Regions from separate parts of the Mus musculus genome. Here all the other regions are linked to region 4. A link is a contact called in public HiChIP or PLAC-seq and promoter capture Hi-C data. All regions are on one chromosome and are shown on one strand. The core of a region is the stretch at or near the end of the contact, and the rest is flanking DNA. Distances in the headings are between cores, read along the strand shown.

Region 1 (3,492 bases), core at 749-3,248, 340 kb before region 4:
TGCAACAGACCTCCTAACTTTTGTTTACTTTTTTTGTCTTAACGATAGATTTGAAAATGAAAAATGTTAAAAAGACAACTGGATCTGTTGTCCGTATTATATTTGCAATCTGAAATTTGTGTGAATTGATTTAGTAAAATGTTAAACTGTTACGACTGGCCGTGTTTTGTGTTACTGTGTCCTAGGACACAGGTACAGGCAGCTTACACCCAGGAAGCTCCCGGATAGACCCTGTACCTCGGCAATTTGGTCAGACATCTGCTGGCCCTAGGGGTGTGTAGGAAATTCATGTTGGAAGCTTCAGTTCTCCCGAGTGTGGTTGGGGTGTCAGTTCCATCTCACAGAGCAGGTACCCAAAGCCACACTGAGTCTGATGCAGAGATCAAGGTCTTGGGCTCTGGGCCAGATCCCTCCTGGCCCCATCTGTCTCTAACTTGTGACTGGTTCTACAGATAAAACTCAGGCCATGAACCCTCTGCTTGTCTGCATTTGCTAGCCCCCCCCCCCCTACAGTAAGGTCCCTAGCAAGAGGGTCCCCAAAGATACTCTGTCACTGCCGAGGTCAAGGGCACTCGTGATAATCATCTAGATTTGCCTGAAAGCACAGAAGCCTTCTCGTATGTCCTTGGCAGGTGTCTGTCTAGAAGGGTAGGTAGAACCAGGGAGGAGGACGAAGCGCACTCCAGAGCATGGACCTATGTACAGCATCTCTTCTATGCCAGCTCTGGTGGTACATGCCTTTAATCGAAACTTGGAGGCAAGGGCTGGTGGAGCCCTGTGATATAAAAGCCAGCCAGGGCCACACAAACCGTGTCTCAAAAAACAAACAGATTTCCTTTCCACAGGAAGTCTGACGAAGTCCGGCCAGGTCAGGACTCAGTCTTAGCAGTAGCCACAACCACCTCCAACTCAGACCTGAGTGACACTTTCCTAGCTTCTGGCTCCAGAACCCTTTCTTAACCAGAGCAGCGCTAGGTTTAAATTGCCTCCTAGGGGCTTCATTTGGCATTGATTCCTCCAAGAGGGCGCACCTTAAAACAGGGCTCAGACTTTCCTAAGGAGTGTACCCAATACCCTAGAGCACGGCTCTCACATGTAGCATTCCCCCCCCCCCCCCAACACACACACACACACAAGGGCAGAGTAGACACTACTGTTTGCTGGTGGTTTGGACATGTGCTGTGTGCCAGGCACAGTAGTGAGTACTTCATAGGCAACGATGCACGTGCTTCCTTTCCATCACATAAAAAAGCAGGGCCCATTGTTAGCTGTGAGCCAGCTGTCTAGTGACAAGATGCTGCCACCTGTGGACAGACCCTGTCACTGATCACTCTGACAGCCCACCTGGCCTTGGTGGCAGTTCTAACTCGGAGAATGAGACATCCCAAGGCACCTATTAAGTGTGTAGGAGGAGTCCAGGTTTAAATGACTTGTGTTCCTCCACCTTTGAAACAATTCCAGTCAAGCAACTGGTAGAGTTTTTGAAGACCCTCCACTAGATGTCGCCCAAAGGATTGGGAAGGGACTGGGGAAAAAGGGGCAGCCAGTTTCTGCTCTTTCTTGGCAACAGCACAAAAGAATTTGTTGCAATTCTTGCGGTTTCCAAAAATCACCTAAATGGTTCTAAACGTTGACCATCCAGTGCACGGTGGTTGCTAGGATTGCACCTGCAGGGAACCTCTCAAAGCATGCGTATGTCTCCACTCGGAAGACCACGCTTGAGTTAGTAAAACGTCCACACCAAGTGCTGTGAGGGGACACATGCCAGTGTCCTCCCGCAGCCACAAGCTGCTGGGTTAGTGACAGCAAATACCACAGAACAGAGTCCCCATCTCTATCCAGAATCCAAGGCCGCATACCCTTGGATTCTACAGTGGCCCCAGACACTTAGGAAACACTTTCTCGTTTGTTTGTTTGTTTGTTTGGTATGAGCGTGGTATACGTGCACATGTGTGCCCTGATCTATGGAACGACAGCCTCTAGCCCTGGAGCTAGGCCGGCTGCCAACAAGCCAGCATGATCTGTCTGCCCTGCCACAGGGCTAATGGCATAGCCTCATGAAGCCACACCTGCCCTTTTTTTTTTCTTTTTCTTTTTTTTTTTTTCCATTTAATTTTTTTTTGTGGATGCTAAGAGTTTGAACTCGAGTCCTGACATTTCCGCAGCAAGTGCCAAGCCATCTCCTCTCCTCCCCTGACCTGTTTCTGAAGAGCAACCCGTGCTCTGAGCAGCAGGGCTCCACCCTGAGTAAGTCCATGGTTTTCTTAATAGCTTCTTCCATGAGCCTTCAAATGGCCTTTGGGATGTCACAGAGACCACAGCTCCAACTGGGACTGAGTTAGCAACAGCAGCTGCAAGTATCCCCCTCACACACACACACACCCACATCCTTCCCCCTGCTTCTCATGGCAAGCCTAGGAGGATGGTAACGGTCTTTACATGTAGGGAAACAGTTGACGCACACTCCTACAAGACCACATGGCTCTAAGGGGAGCTAGGATTCGAACCCAGCTCCACATGACTGTACAACCAGAGCTTTCCCAGGATGTACTTCCCTTTGGTATCAGTCCAGTATTTTGCACCGCCCTTGTCTGTCCACTGGCAGGGCCTGGGTGATCAGCCTGGGGACCATAAACAACTCAGTGTATGAAAGAATCAAAATGTATATACTGAAGGAACTGGAGAGGTGTTCATTGACTAAGAGAGATTCTTCCAGAAGACCCAGGTTTCATTCCCAGTACCCAATATGGTAGCTTAACTGTCCGTAACTCCAGTTCCAGGGGATCCAACACCCTCCTGGCCTCTCTGGGTACCACACACACACACATGATGCAGACACAAATGCAGGCAGGCAACAACACACCCACATGTTAGAAATGTGTGTCTGGGCAAGCTTGACATGAATTTTACAAATGTTTCCCGTGACAGAGGCCTCTGATGGTTGGCTTGTCACATAGACAGGCCAGGCAGTGCCTCTGTCCAGCAATGGCTTGCAGAAGTGAGTTTGCTTCCTGGTGTGGGAGGCTCTAGAGGGCTTCTTAGAACATGTAACCTAGCGCTAGACTTGGTAGGGAAGGTCGGGATCTTCTTAGACAAGGTGGGTGACAAATGGAGCATGGACAGAGAGCCCCCTCGACTCCAGGCTGGGGGCACCCTGGGCCCTTCTGCTGATGACCCAGGCCTCGCCCCTACCCCCACTCATGACGGCCACCCCTTCCCGCCTTCTGCACCCCACCCCCAGCATTTGACAAACTTATTTTCCATTCAGGGTCAGGTGCATATTGCAGCCAGCCCTGACAGACAGATTAGCTTATATGCTAAAGCGGGTGTGTGTGTGTGTTTGTGTTTGTGTGTGTGTGTGTAGAATTCCATGAGCAACAATCTCCCACTTCACCCAAAGCTGACAGCGCTGGCTCCCAGGGCTTCTAGGCTGTCTGCTCAGCCTTCCTCAAAAGGTGAGGCCCCAGCAAGCTTGTCCATTTCTTGTTTGTC
Region 2 (3,304 bases), core at 52-2,551, 470 kb before region 4:
ACCCTCATTCTAGCTTCCTAAAAGTCAGTCTTCTGCTAGCAGCCTTCAGATGAAGATGTAGAACTCTCAGCTCCTCCTACACCATGCCTGCCTGGATGCTGCCATGTTCCTGCCTTGATGATAATGGACTGAACCTCTGAACCTATAAGCCAGCCCCAATTAAATGTGGACCTTATAAGAGTTGCCTTGGTCATGGTGTCCGTTCACGGCGGTAAAACCCTAATTAAGACAGTGGGCAACCAGACACCTTGGCTTTTTCTACATAAAGTCAAGTTGTCCCATCAGTTACTCTCCCTCCCTTCAAAAAATAGAGACCAGTCCTTTTCTCAAAGATATCTCCAACAGAAACTGCAGTCAAATGCCAGTATTTTATTTCATATTTTCTTGTCTGAGATCTTTCTCTAAGACCTTTGCCCGTTTTAAGCCTTTGACTCTTCACAATATCAACACTGTCTATAAAAACAAAAACAGGAAGGCCACATATAGGACCCCTCTGGGTCAACATAAGAAATATCTGAATTCAGATTTGAACCCAGGTACCTGGCTTCTTAAAATTCCAAGCAGGCAACACTGCCCCAGAATCTTCTTGATACCTAAAATCCAAAGGTCACTGTCACAAACATGAATATCAGGGGCTCAGTGGCACAGCTGCAGAATGGGAGAGACAGACAGGACCAGCAAGGCCAATGTCCAGGATATGGTACAAGAAGAGTGCCTCCTCCCCATATCATGCAGACTTCTCCACACTCTGAGTAAGGGACTTCTATTAGACACCCCCCCACCTCAACTACAACCCCCAAAGCTCCCACCCCTCATTATCCTCAGAGCCCCAGCAGTCCCTATTGTGTGGGGTAGACTCCAATGCTCCGGTGTAGCATAAATGGCCAGGCACGGATTTTCAGTCCCCACTTGGCTTTGCAGCCTTTGGTCTCTGCTGTCCCTTCGCTGACAGGCAGAGCCCTGGAGGACTGGAGCTGCTACTCAGGCATCCACCCTTGGTGCCACACACCATTCAGCTATTGCATAAGCTCCCGGGGGGCATTTGACACACCGTTTGCCTGGCTCCAGCTGCTGGTTCATATGCTCTTTGGTTCTTCCCCAAAGTCCGGGCTCTAGAATGAAGGTATCCTGGTTGTTTTGCTATTGTTGTTCATTTGTTTGTTTGTTGACTTGACATAAGCTAGAGTCATGTCAGAAGAGGGAAATCACAACTGAGAAAACACTCCACAAGATCAGCCTGTAGGCAAGCCTGCTGGGCACTTTTTAAATTAGTGACTGACGTGGGGCAGGTGAGCCAACCTACTGTGGGTGATGCCACTCCAGAGCAGCTGGTCCTGGGTGGTATAAGCAAGCAAGCTGAGCAAGCCAGTAAGCGCGTTCTCTCATGATTTCTACATCATGTCCTGCCTTGCTGCCGCAGACCTTCTGGGTCCCTGTGTCTGCGTGGAACGGGGTCTCTCGACGCGGGTGGGCAAAGCGTGGATGAATGACAGACAGACACACACGCAGGAGAGTTTGTGTGGAATCTGAATGTAATTTTACAACTCGAACATCAGACTTTTTATGCAGAGGACAATAAGGAAGTTGGGTGACATATTCGAACGGTACAATTGAGGTAACCGGAATCTTACATAAAACAGAGGAATGTAAACACAAAAGGTCTAACGGGAACCACCCAGGATAGAATACATTGATAACAGCTGGGATCAACAAGGGCTCCACCTAAAATTCACTAATCTTAGAAGCCAGGGTCAAGGGCTTCGCGTCCTTGCCACAGTTCCTATTTTAGTCTCTTGTCCACCTTCCCCTTAGGCCATTGTAAATAGGTGTGTATGGGTGTAACTCTGCTATAGTATCTATTCTGGTTTCTCCTTTGGTCTGAAACTTCCTTCTTTTTAAGTGATGGTAAATTCCTGTGTAAGGGAGTGACTTAGCTTTTACAATCTTGCTGAATTCTAAACCCTTGATCTTGGTCAAGGATGCCCTTGGACTGTTGGAACACTGGCGGAAGGCTTAAGCCATGTCAAAATTCAATTTTAAAAAGCACTTATAATAGGAAAATACTGAAAGAGAGCACATGGATCCATACTCTAGACTAGCGCGGTAATGGAACTCGGGAATGAAAAATTAATATATGGGTAGAGAACACTAGACTCCAGGAGGAGAGCTTCCTTGAAACTCTTTTGCCTCATGAGTGACTTTTAAGCCTTTCGGCTTGTCCAGTTGACTCGACCGGAGAGCGTAGCACCTTGCCTTCCCTCATTGGTGGAATACAGCCTGAGAGTTACAAGCTGAAGTAAATGCCTTCTCCCCGGTCGCTTTTCGTCATGGTGTTCATGTTTTACCACAGCAGTAGAAACTCTTAAGATAGCAGGCTTCTGGAAGGATGACTTCCTTACAGTGCCAGGCTGACTGATGGTCCCAAAGACATCCCTCATCAGGAAGCAAGAACTGCTACCGATGGCAAACGAGGTGTTCAAACCATATGGAGGTGATCCTTGATCAGCTGTTTGGAAACTAAAGGTATCCATGGGCATTACTAAGATGGGAATTTGAAAAGACATCTCACATACATGGAAAAGGTTGTGTGAAGATCAGCAGAGAGCTGATGAGGTAGAAGGCTTGAAGATTGGTATGCCTACAAGCCAAGAAATGCCAGAAACCTCTCTCAGTTGAAAGAGGCATGAGTTGGGCATATAACTCTGCTGACACTTTGGTTTCAACCTGAGATGCTGAGTTCTGGCTTCTAGGACTGTAGTTTAGTTTGCAGCTGTTTGTAACAGCAGACACAGGAACATGACCAGACACAAATTCAGTGGTTCACGAGTTTCCTATTGTATCCACAGGAACATACAATGCGTTCAGCACATAATAGGCCCTCGAGGAGTATACATTGGGCTACCAAATGAAGGAATTTCCTATGAAATTCAGAAAGATAAATAGCAGAAGATAAATAGGATAGAAAGAAGTCAAATAATAAGTAAAAAAATATGTTTCACTCTATATGCAACTAATAGATTTGAGAAGTCCAGAAACCTCAGGAATTAAAATTTTCAATTCCCCAGGAAGAAGATTGGGCTTCTGAGGGGGAGCCAATGACATTTGACCTTTGCCAATGATGACCCTGAACTTGGGAGGAGAGCTTCAGAGCTGAGTCAGCTCCTGGGGCACCTAGATGGGGGAGATCACAAGGCTGGAACAGAGATGGTCATGGAAACTCTTCAAGATCTCACCAAATACAGTGAAACTAACACAGCGACCAATCAAAATTGTTCTAACATCACTGTTTTGCTCCCTACCAATC
Region 3 (3,595 bases), core at 382-2,881, 330 kb before region 4:
GTAAGATCAACCTGTATCTGTGATGCAGATTACATTTCTCAGAACTGCTGAAACTCAGAATTGATTTCCTATTCATCTAAAGCAACCAGCTAGCAGCAGTAGGCCGGAGAATTGATCTCTATCCAATCCTCGGAGAGCTTCATATGGTACTTGGGGTGGGGGAGGGAAGGGGGCAATCACCGCTCTGAATACCACAACCTGTGAGCTGCTTTAATGTCATGCTAGGGCTTCTGTCCGCAGATCAGGAGACTGGGGCTCCAGAAGAATTCATCAAGGGAATTAGATTGCTCTCCCTCTAGGATGCACCTGAGGGGTTTCCATGACAGCACTGTCAGCTCATTAACTAGAGTGGGTAGCTGTGATCTCCCCTAATACCTCTGAGAGTTTCTGCAGCCTGAACACCCAGCCAGGGCCCTAATTCATTTCGGCGAGTGGCATCAAATGTGTTTCTGTCTCTGTGATCTCAAATTGGATAATCCTTGTCCTGGTGGCTTCTCATTGGCCAGAGTATCACCTGTCATGCCACAATGACCTGTTTGCTTATGTGTGATGTGATTCTAACATCCCATTCGGCACCCCAGAACCTCTCTCTGCAGGACTGACCAGGGTGAGCATGATCCAGACTCTCCACTCAGGATCTAGCCCACTTCATCTCTCAGGCTGTAGTTGTCTGGGTCTTCTGTCACCTCAGCTTGCTTGGGCTCCAGAGTGCATAGGCAGAGACTTCATCTCTAGCCAATGGCCAGCTTCTTCATGTATCTTTACAAGAGGACAAGGAATACCAACTGGGCCAGGCATACCCTTAAGGATGGGGATCAATCCAATGGGGGAGGGCCTGAAACCGTCCCATCTCATGAGGTGGGGGAGGGAGAGGCGGCAGAGAAGAGCTAGGCAGTAGCTGAGGGCAGAGGAGGCAAAGAGGCAGGTGTTGCCATGGAAGGTAGTTGCATATCCGAGCCCCCTGCATAGCAGTGGGACAAACTTTGATCACTGGCTGCTACCCACTGACTCAACTCAGAAGACACAGGAACAGTTTAAAGATTATCATATCAGATGACACATGGCTGAGTTCTCAGACCACTGTGGTGACAGGGTAGCAGGTAGACTAGGGTTGGGGCAGAAAGAATGGAACCGTCCATCCAAGAGAAAGGGGAAGGGGCAGAGGAAGGAGGAGAGGGAGGGGGGAGAAGGGGAAGGAGGAGAAGGGAGAGGGGGAGAGGAGGAGAGGGAGAGAGCTTGTGGTTCCACTTTCTGTACCATTTATATGCTGTGTGGCCTTGGGTAGGATACTTAACCTTTCTGAGATTTTAGTTCACTGACTTGAAAAGAGCCTGAGAAACAGTGGGCCTGTCGTGAGGATTAAACTTGATAATGCATAAAAAGCACTTGGCAGGGCGCCTGGCACACAGTAAATGCTCAATAAATGTTTGCTTAGAAAAACAAAAAGGCGAAGGCTGATTCCAGAGGCCTCTCCCTCCCCCAGTCCCCTCAATCAATAAAAGCAACCCTTTTATCTAAATCCCCGGGACCAAGGGGAAACCAAACACGGCAGCTGCAGGCCTGCCTTCAGAGCCCTGCACACCCCTGCCCTGCCCCGGCTGCTCCAGCTCGGGTCTCAGTGCTGCGTGTCCCAGGGAAGAATGCTGGCGCTGTGACCTGGCCGTGAACCTCCCCCAGCCTCAAACGCACACAAAAGCCATTGCCCTGCCTCACAAATGCCTCACTCAGCCCTAACCTCCCTGCCCCATCAGGAGCCTTCGGACACATGGATAGAGCCCGGCAAAGTACCACACCTGCCTGGGGTTGCTGCCTGACCCTTGTGTTTAAGGAAAAAAACCAACGTGTTCTTCCTATTCATTACTCGAAGTGGTAATTTTTTGTGCTCTGTGCTGACGCCTACATAAAGCAGGGAAATTCAATCCAGTGTAAAATACACTTCGTAGAAGATGGTAACACAAGCTCTTCACACCCTGGGAACTTTCTGCCGGACTTTTCACGAGAAAATCATGGGGTCTTTCTGGTGGCATGGGAGGTATCTAGTTTGCAAAATGTGTGTGTCTGGGCAGGGGCAGATTCCCCCAGAGACTCCAGGACTTCTGAAAGCTATCCTACCGGCATGTTGGATGGGGCGTGGGGGTTTCCAGTATGCTCATCAGATACTCATATGCCACAGTCACAGGCAGGCTGGACGCCATCTCGGGTCTAAGAGACAAGGCTACGTTCTCGCTTGCCTCTGGATTATAGTGCATCTTCAGAGATGTGCAGCAGAAACACCCTAGGGTCAGGAGGACCCCAAGCTGCAATCCCAGTTTTTTTGTTTTGTTTTGTTTTGGTTTGGTTTGGTTTAACCACTGAAAAAATCCATGAGGCTTCCTCTATCTGACCTCAGTTTCGGGGTAAGGCTGAAGGAGCTGCCAGGTGCAGGCTGTAAACCAAAACAAGACAACTGAGCCTGTCCCCAGCATGCCATAAACATCTGTCCCTTCCCTTCTGCAAGTGTCCATTTCAGAAAACAGCATATCTGAGCCACCCTCCTCCCCAAAGTAGGCCAGTGAATCTATTATGTAGATAGAACAAAATAATTTTTAAAATGACTATTACTAGATTAAGATAGCAGGGATTTTTTTAAAACTTCCATGGATATTATCTAAATAAGCTTCAGGTTTCCCGCAGGTGCAATAAACAGACAGATAAGCAAGGAGCCTACTGGGCCCGGATGAAACCTAAGCCCTGGTCTTACTTCCAGAAAATGGAAGGATGACTCTCTTGCTTTTCCAATCTTCTGTCTCACAGTAACTGTTCAATACGGGGAGAACCACATGGAAAAAAATCGATGGGACGGTGCAAAGTTCTTGTTAAAGTGGAAGGAGCCATAAAGCTCCGTGAATGCTCTATCTCTCACTTTTAAAAAGAAAGAGAATTCGGGGCTAGAGACAAGGCTCAGAGGTTAAGAGTGCTGGCTGCTCTTCTAGAGGACCCAGTTTTGATTCCCAGCTCCCACATGGCTCACAACCATCTGTAACTGCAGTCCCAACAGATCCACACTCTCTTCTGGCCTCTGTGGGAATCAAGTATATGTGCCACTTGCATGCATACACACACACACACACACACACACACACACACACACACACACACACACTGGAGTGGGGAGAGAGAGAGAGAGAGAGAGAGAGAGAGAGAACACAAAAAGTAAAATTAAATTTTTTTTTTAACTTTAAAAAAATTGGTTTTTCGAGACAGGGTTTCTCTGTATAGCCCTGGCTGTCCTGGATCTCACTTTGTAGACCAGGCTAGCCTCGAACTCAGAAATCTGCCTGCCTCTGCCTCCCAAATGCTGGGATTAAAGGTGTGTACCACCACGCCCGGTTCATAGAGGCTTTTCAAAACTGGCTTATGATCCCAGTTCTTAATTCAGCATATCTAAAGGGAGAATCCCACATTATATATTCCCCCTAATAACGTGCTGAAACCAAAGGCTGCAAAGGTCTTGGTTGGTGCAATTGTCTTACAAATGTAAAGCGAAACATTCCAGCTTTGACTTCAGCTTTTGTTGAATCTTGATAAACACAGACAGACCGGGAACCCAGCAGTC
Region 4 (3,348 bases), core at 133-2,632:
GTCACCAGCACCTTAGGCAGGAGCAGGCCCTAAAACTCACCTAGGTTGCAGCAATCGAGTTGTACAGAAATCTGAGCTAGTTTACATGTTTTATAGTAAAGCAATTTCACATCGAGGGTGGTGGCACAGGCTTGTGTTCTCAGGACTTGGGAGGTGGAAGCAGGAATGTATCTGAGTTCAAGGTCGGCCTTAGCTACAAGAAACTCATCCATTAAAAACAAAGCAAAATGAAATGTCATTCCTTCTTTTATTGGAAGAAAAGAATCAGGTAGGAAAGGGAGCAGAGTTTAGTGTACCTGAATACATCTGTATGAAAATTATTTTAATTAAATTAATTTTTAAAATGTTAACCAAATGCAATGACTAGTCCTGGATTACACCAGGAAACAAAAAAATCTCTAAAGTCATTAGTCAAAAACAATGGACGTTATCAGCATAATTTTCTGACTTCAACAATTCTACTGTGTAATATAAGAAAAATATTTATTTGGGGAAATTCATTATAGAAATTTTACAGGAAAATAAATTATGTCTACGAGTTCTTCATAAAAACGTTGTCAAATAGGCTCTAGTGAGCGCCCGTAAAGGAAACGGTGAGTTTCATGCTGCATTTTCCACTAGATGGAGCTGCGTGTTAAAAAAAACTTACCCTCGGCTAACTCTCTCTCCCCTCTACCCCTCACACTCTCAAAGTACACCTCAGACGGTCTCCCAGCACTCCTCGCCGGCTGCGCCGTAATCCTCCTGCCTCAGCCTCGCCAGATGTAAGAATTACAAGCCGCAACGCACAGGCAAAATTCTAAAATCTGACAGAGTAAGAAAACGAAATGTCCTCTTTAAAAGTGGTGAGGGAAAAAAAAATCGATGTGCCCTTCAAAAACGGGAAAAGGGCGTGGAGGGGTTACTAACTCTTCTAAAGCCCCCTGACCAAGAACAACACGGTTAGCTGGTCACTTAGGTCCTGGTCACCCCAGGACTGCTCGCAGCCCACAGAATGGCTTCGCAACTAAACGTCACATTTGGATTTGTTTTTTCCCACGATAATGTTTCCGGTGAGCACGCTCAAAAACTACGGCAGAAGCTGTCTGGGTGTTCTGTTTTGTTTGAGGCAGGGTCCACTACGGAGCCCTGGCTGGTCTCGAACTCACGGATGTCTCCCAGCCTCGTCCTCCCCCGCGCGGGGGCTATGGCGTGTGAGCTGCGGGTCTGCGCGCGCAGTCGCCCCCACGCAGCAGAAGGAACGAAGGCCCGGTGGCTCGCCCGGGCCGCACTCACCATGGCCGCCCTGCTCGCGCCCGGGCTGCGCAGCGCCGCCAGCCACCGCCCCGCGCTACGCGCTCCCACCGCCGCTACAGCCACCGCCGCTGCCGCCACCATGGTCCCGGGCTGCCCGGCGTGCTGCCTGACGCGGCGCAGGCACCGAAGGCCCCCGAAGGGGATGGCCGCCGCGCCCGCGGGAACTCTTTGCAGACCGAGCGCCCTCTGCGCGCCGGGCCACCGCTGCTGTGCTCAGGGCTTAAAGACCCGGCTGCCGCGACCCGGAACGCCGCGCTGAGCTCGCTCCTCTCTGCAGCTCGACCATGCTGCATGCACAAGTGCATTACCCACCCAGGACGGGTGGAGACAACTCTGTTCCCTTACATGCAGGTCCTATGTGTGTATATTGATCTTTATTATTCTTTTGTCATTTTTTTTCTTGCGATGTAACTGACAATAAAATTCATTTTAAAACCCATGCTGGGTGGGGGGGGTAGGGGCGGGGCTTAACTTAGTGCTGAGTTTTGAGTAAAATGTTGCAGCTTTTAGCTCGATTTGTATCTTTTTGGTTTTGGGTTTGTTTTTTTTTTTTTTTTTAAAGATTTATTTATTTATTATATGTAAGTACACTGTAGCTATCTTCAGACACACCAGAAGAGGGCGTCAGATCTTATGACAAATGGTTTTGAGCCAGCCACCATGTGGTTGCTGGGACTTGAACTCAGCAGTCAGTGCTCTTAACCACTGAATCATCTCTCCAGCCCCCTCATTTTGGTTTTTTTACTAGGTAACTTTGTTGTATTCCTTTCCTGAGACAGTTTCATGAAGCCAGGTAGAGTTGCAGAGGCTGGCCTGGAACATCCATCTCCACCTCCCAGAAGCTGGGGATTTTGGACGTGTCACCATGCACTATCCTGTTAGTTTTTCTAAATTAGCACATTAATATTACCAATTTGCCAGTTCTCTCCTCCCACCGTGTGGAACACAGGGATCGAACTCAGATCTTCACACTTGGTGACAAGCACCTTTATCTGCTAAGCCATCTCAGCGGCCCATGTCATCTCTTTGCTGTGTCCTAAACTAGACCAGACTCAACCTCCAGGCAAGGACAGGGTTCTTAACTTCCTTTGGATCTCAATCTAGCTGTGTGCTAGTATATGACTGGGCAATGTCTGTGCTCTAGCACAGAATTAACATGTTTTAATTAGAATTAGGAGTTTCTCCTAAAGTCTGCCATTCCCAGAAACAAGCGAAACCACTTTGAATTGTTTCAGTGACTTTATTTTTCACCTGGTCCTGTAGTAGACCTGCACTTCCCGTCCTAGCCCATACTTCCCATCTTAGCTCCTCTTCTGAGACAACACTTTCCTGTTTGACGACACTAGAAAAGAAATTCATTATGTTCAAGTATTAAAAAGCAACAACAGTCAATTCTAGTGGACATTTTTGTACCTGCTAGTTGTCATAGGAAAAACACATTTATATGAAATCTTTTCAGCTTTTCAGTAGTCCAACAAGAACATGATTCTTGAATCTGATTTCCGTTGCAAGTCCACACATTTAGCGACTGTAATGCTAAGTCCACAAAGGAGGGGCTGAGACCCCTCTTGTTCCAGTTCAGTTCTGTCTTTACTCTGCGTGTTCCTGTTCTTGTCCTGGAATCAGCCACCGAATACTCTCAGTGCGGATGGTAGCATACATAATGAAACTAATTAAAAAGAACAAGGAAAACACCAGCAACCAATCCACAGTCTTTATCAAAGTGCTGGGGAGAGGGCCCATCTGGTCAGCCTGCGTTACCACCACATTTTTCTTGGCTTCTATACCTGAAAGAGAAATTAATTGTTTCAAATCAGAAAGAAAACACATCTGAGGCTTGTCTGAAGTATGATGCACGGCATGCAAAATGACAAGCGACCCTAAAATAAACACCATCTCAAGCATATCTTGGAAGGATTTCACTTGTGTGTCAGTGTGATTTTCTTTCCTCCCACCACATCAAAGGATCGGGAATCCTTCCAGCCTTTCAAAGCTAAAACTCTAGAATTTCTGACTCCTTGGAGCTTTTCTGGTCAATGTACTCTTAAGAGT

What was found. Promoter capture Hi-C pulls out the DNA fragments that hold promoters and counts their contacts. HiChIP or PLAC-seq counts read pairs in DNA pulled down with a chosen protein or histone mark.
Region 1: a promoter capture Hi-C map of frontonasal cranial neural crest shows a contact between it and region 4, with 4 times the contacts expected there. The contact joins the enhancer-like site here to the promoter of Pcbd2 in region 4. A contact is called at or near these places in 12 of 39 promoter capture datasets (the 3T3-L1 cell line, cranial neural crest, embryonic stem cells and 6 more), 10 of 484 Hi-C or Micro-C datasets (the N1E-115 cell line, adipose-derived mesenchymal stem cells, cerebellum and 6 more), 8 of 115 datasets of contacts at active chromatin or transcription factors (astrocytes, embryonic forebrain, embryonic hindbrain and 5 more) and 1 of 9 other capture datasets (embryonic stem cells).
Region 2: an H3K27ac HiChIP or PLAC-seq map of embryonic stem cells shows a contact between it and region 4, with 8 read pairs. The contact joins the enhancer-like site here to the promoter of Pcbd2 in region 4. A contact is called at or near these places in 2 of 115 datasets of contacts at active chromatin or transcription factors (both in embryonic stem cells).
Region 3: a promoter capture Hi-C map of cranial neural crest shows a contact between it and region 4. The contact joins the enhancer-like site here to the promoter of Pcbd2 in region 4. A contact is called at or near these places in 3 of 39 promoter capture datasets (cranial neural crest, hippocampal neurons and maxillary cranial neural crest), 3 of 484 Hi-C or Micro-C datasets (the N1E-115 cell line, myocytes and nephron progenitors) and 2 of 9 other capture datasets (adipose tissue and embryonic stem cells).

Annotation. Positions count from the first base shown.
Region 1 is chr13:56,070,282-56,073,773 of GRCm38.p6, reverse strand. Macroh2a1 (macroH2A.1 histone) reads left to right here. Exons shown (of 9, transcript NM_001159513.1): 9 at 1-152. Among named protein-coding and RNA genes, the nearest start is that of Gm31485, 49 kb to the left of the region's middle. Within about 2 kb of position 1,998, at least 4 of the 459 cell types and tissues checked have an H3K27ac peak or open chromatin away from gene starts, as enhancers often do.
Region 2 is chr13:56,192,413-56,195,716 of GRCm38.p6, reverse strand. It overlaps a transcript of Gm31657 not described here. Among named protein-coding and RNA genes, the nearest start is that of Tifab, 15 kb to the right of the region's middle. Within about 2 kb of position 1,301, at least 15 of the 459 cell types and tissues checked have an H3K27ac peak or open chromatin away from gene starts, as enhancers often do. A contact at or near this core is called in embryonic stem cells, where this site is marked.
Region 3 is chr13:56,050,942-56,054,536 of GRCm38.p6, reverse strand. No RefSeq gene overlaps it. Among named protein-coding and RNA genes, the nearest start is that of Gm31485, 68 kb to the left of the region's middle. Within about 2 kb of position 1,631, at least 23 of the 459 cell types and tissues checked have an H3K27ac peak or open chromatin away from gene starts, as enhancers often do.
Region 4 is chr13:55,725,402-55,728,749 of GRCm38.p6, reverse strand. It overlaps Pcbd2 (pterin 4 alpha carbinolamine dehydratase/dimerization cofactor of hepatocyte nuclear factor 1 alpha (TCF1) 2), which reads right to left and starts at 1,382. Exons shown (of 4, transcript NM_028281.1): 1 at 1,276-1,382. The coding sequence starts at 1,377. Txndc15 (thioredoxin domain containing 15) reads right to left here. Exons shown (of 5, transcript NM_175150.3): 5 at 2,523-3,083. The coding sequence ends at 2,887.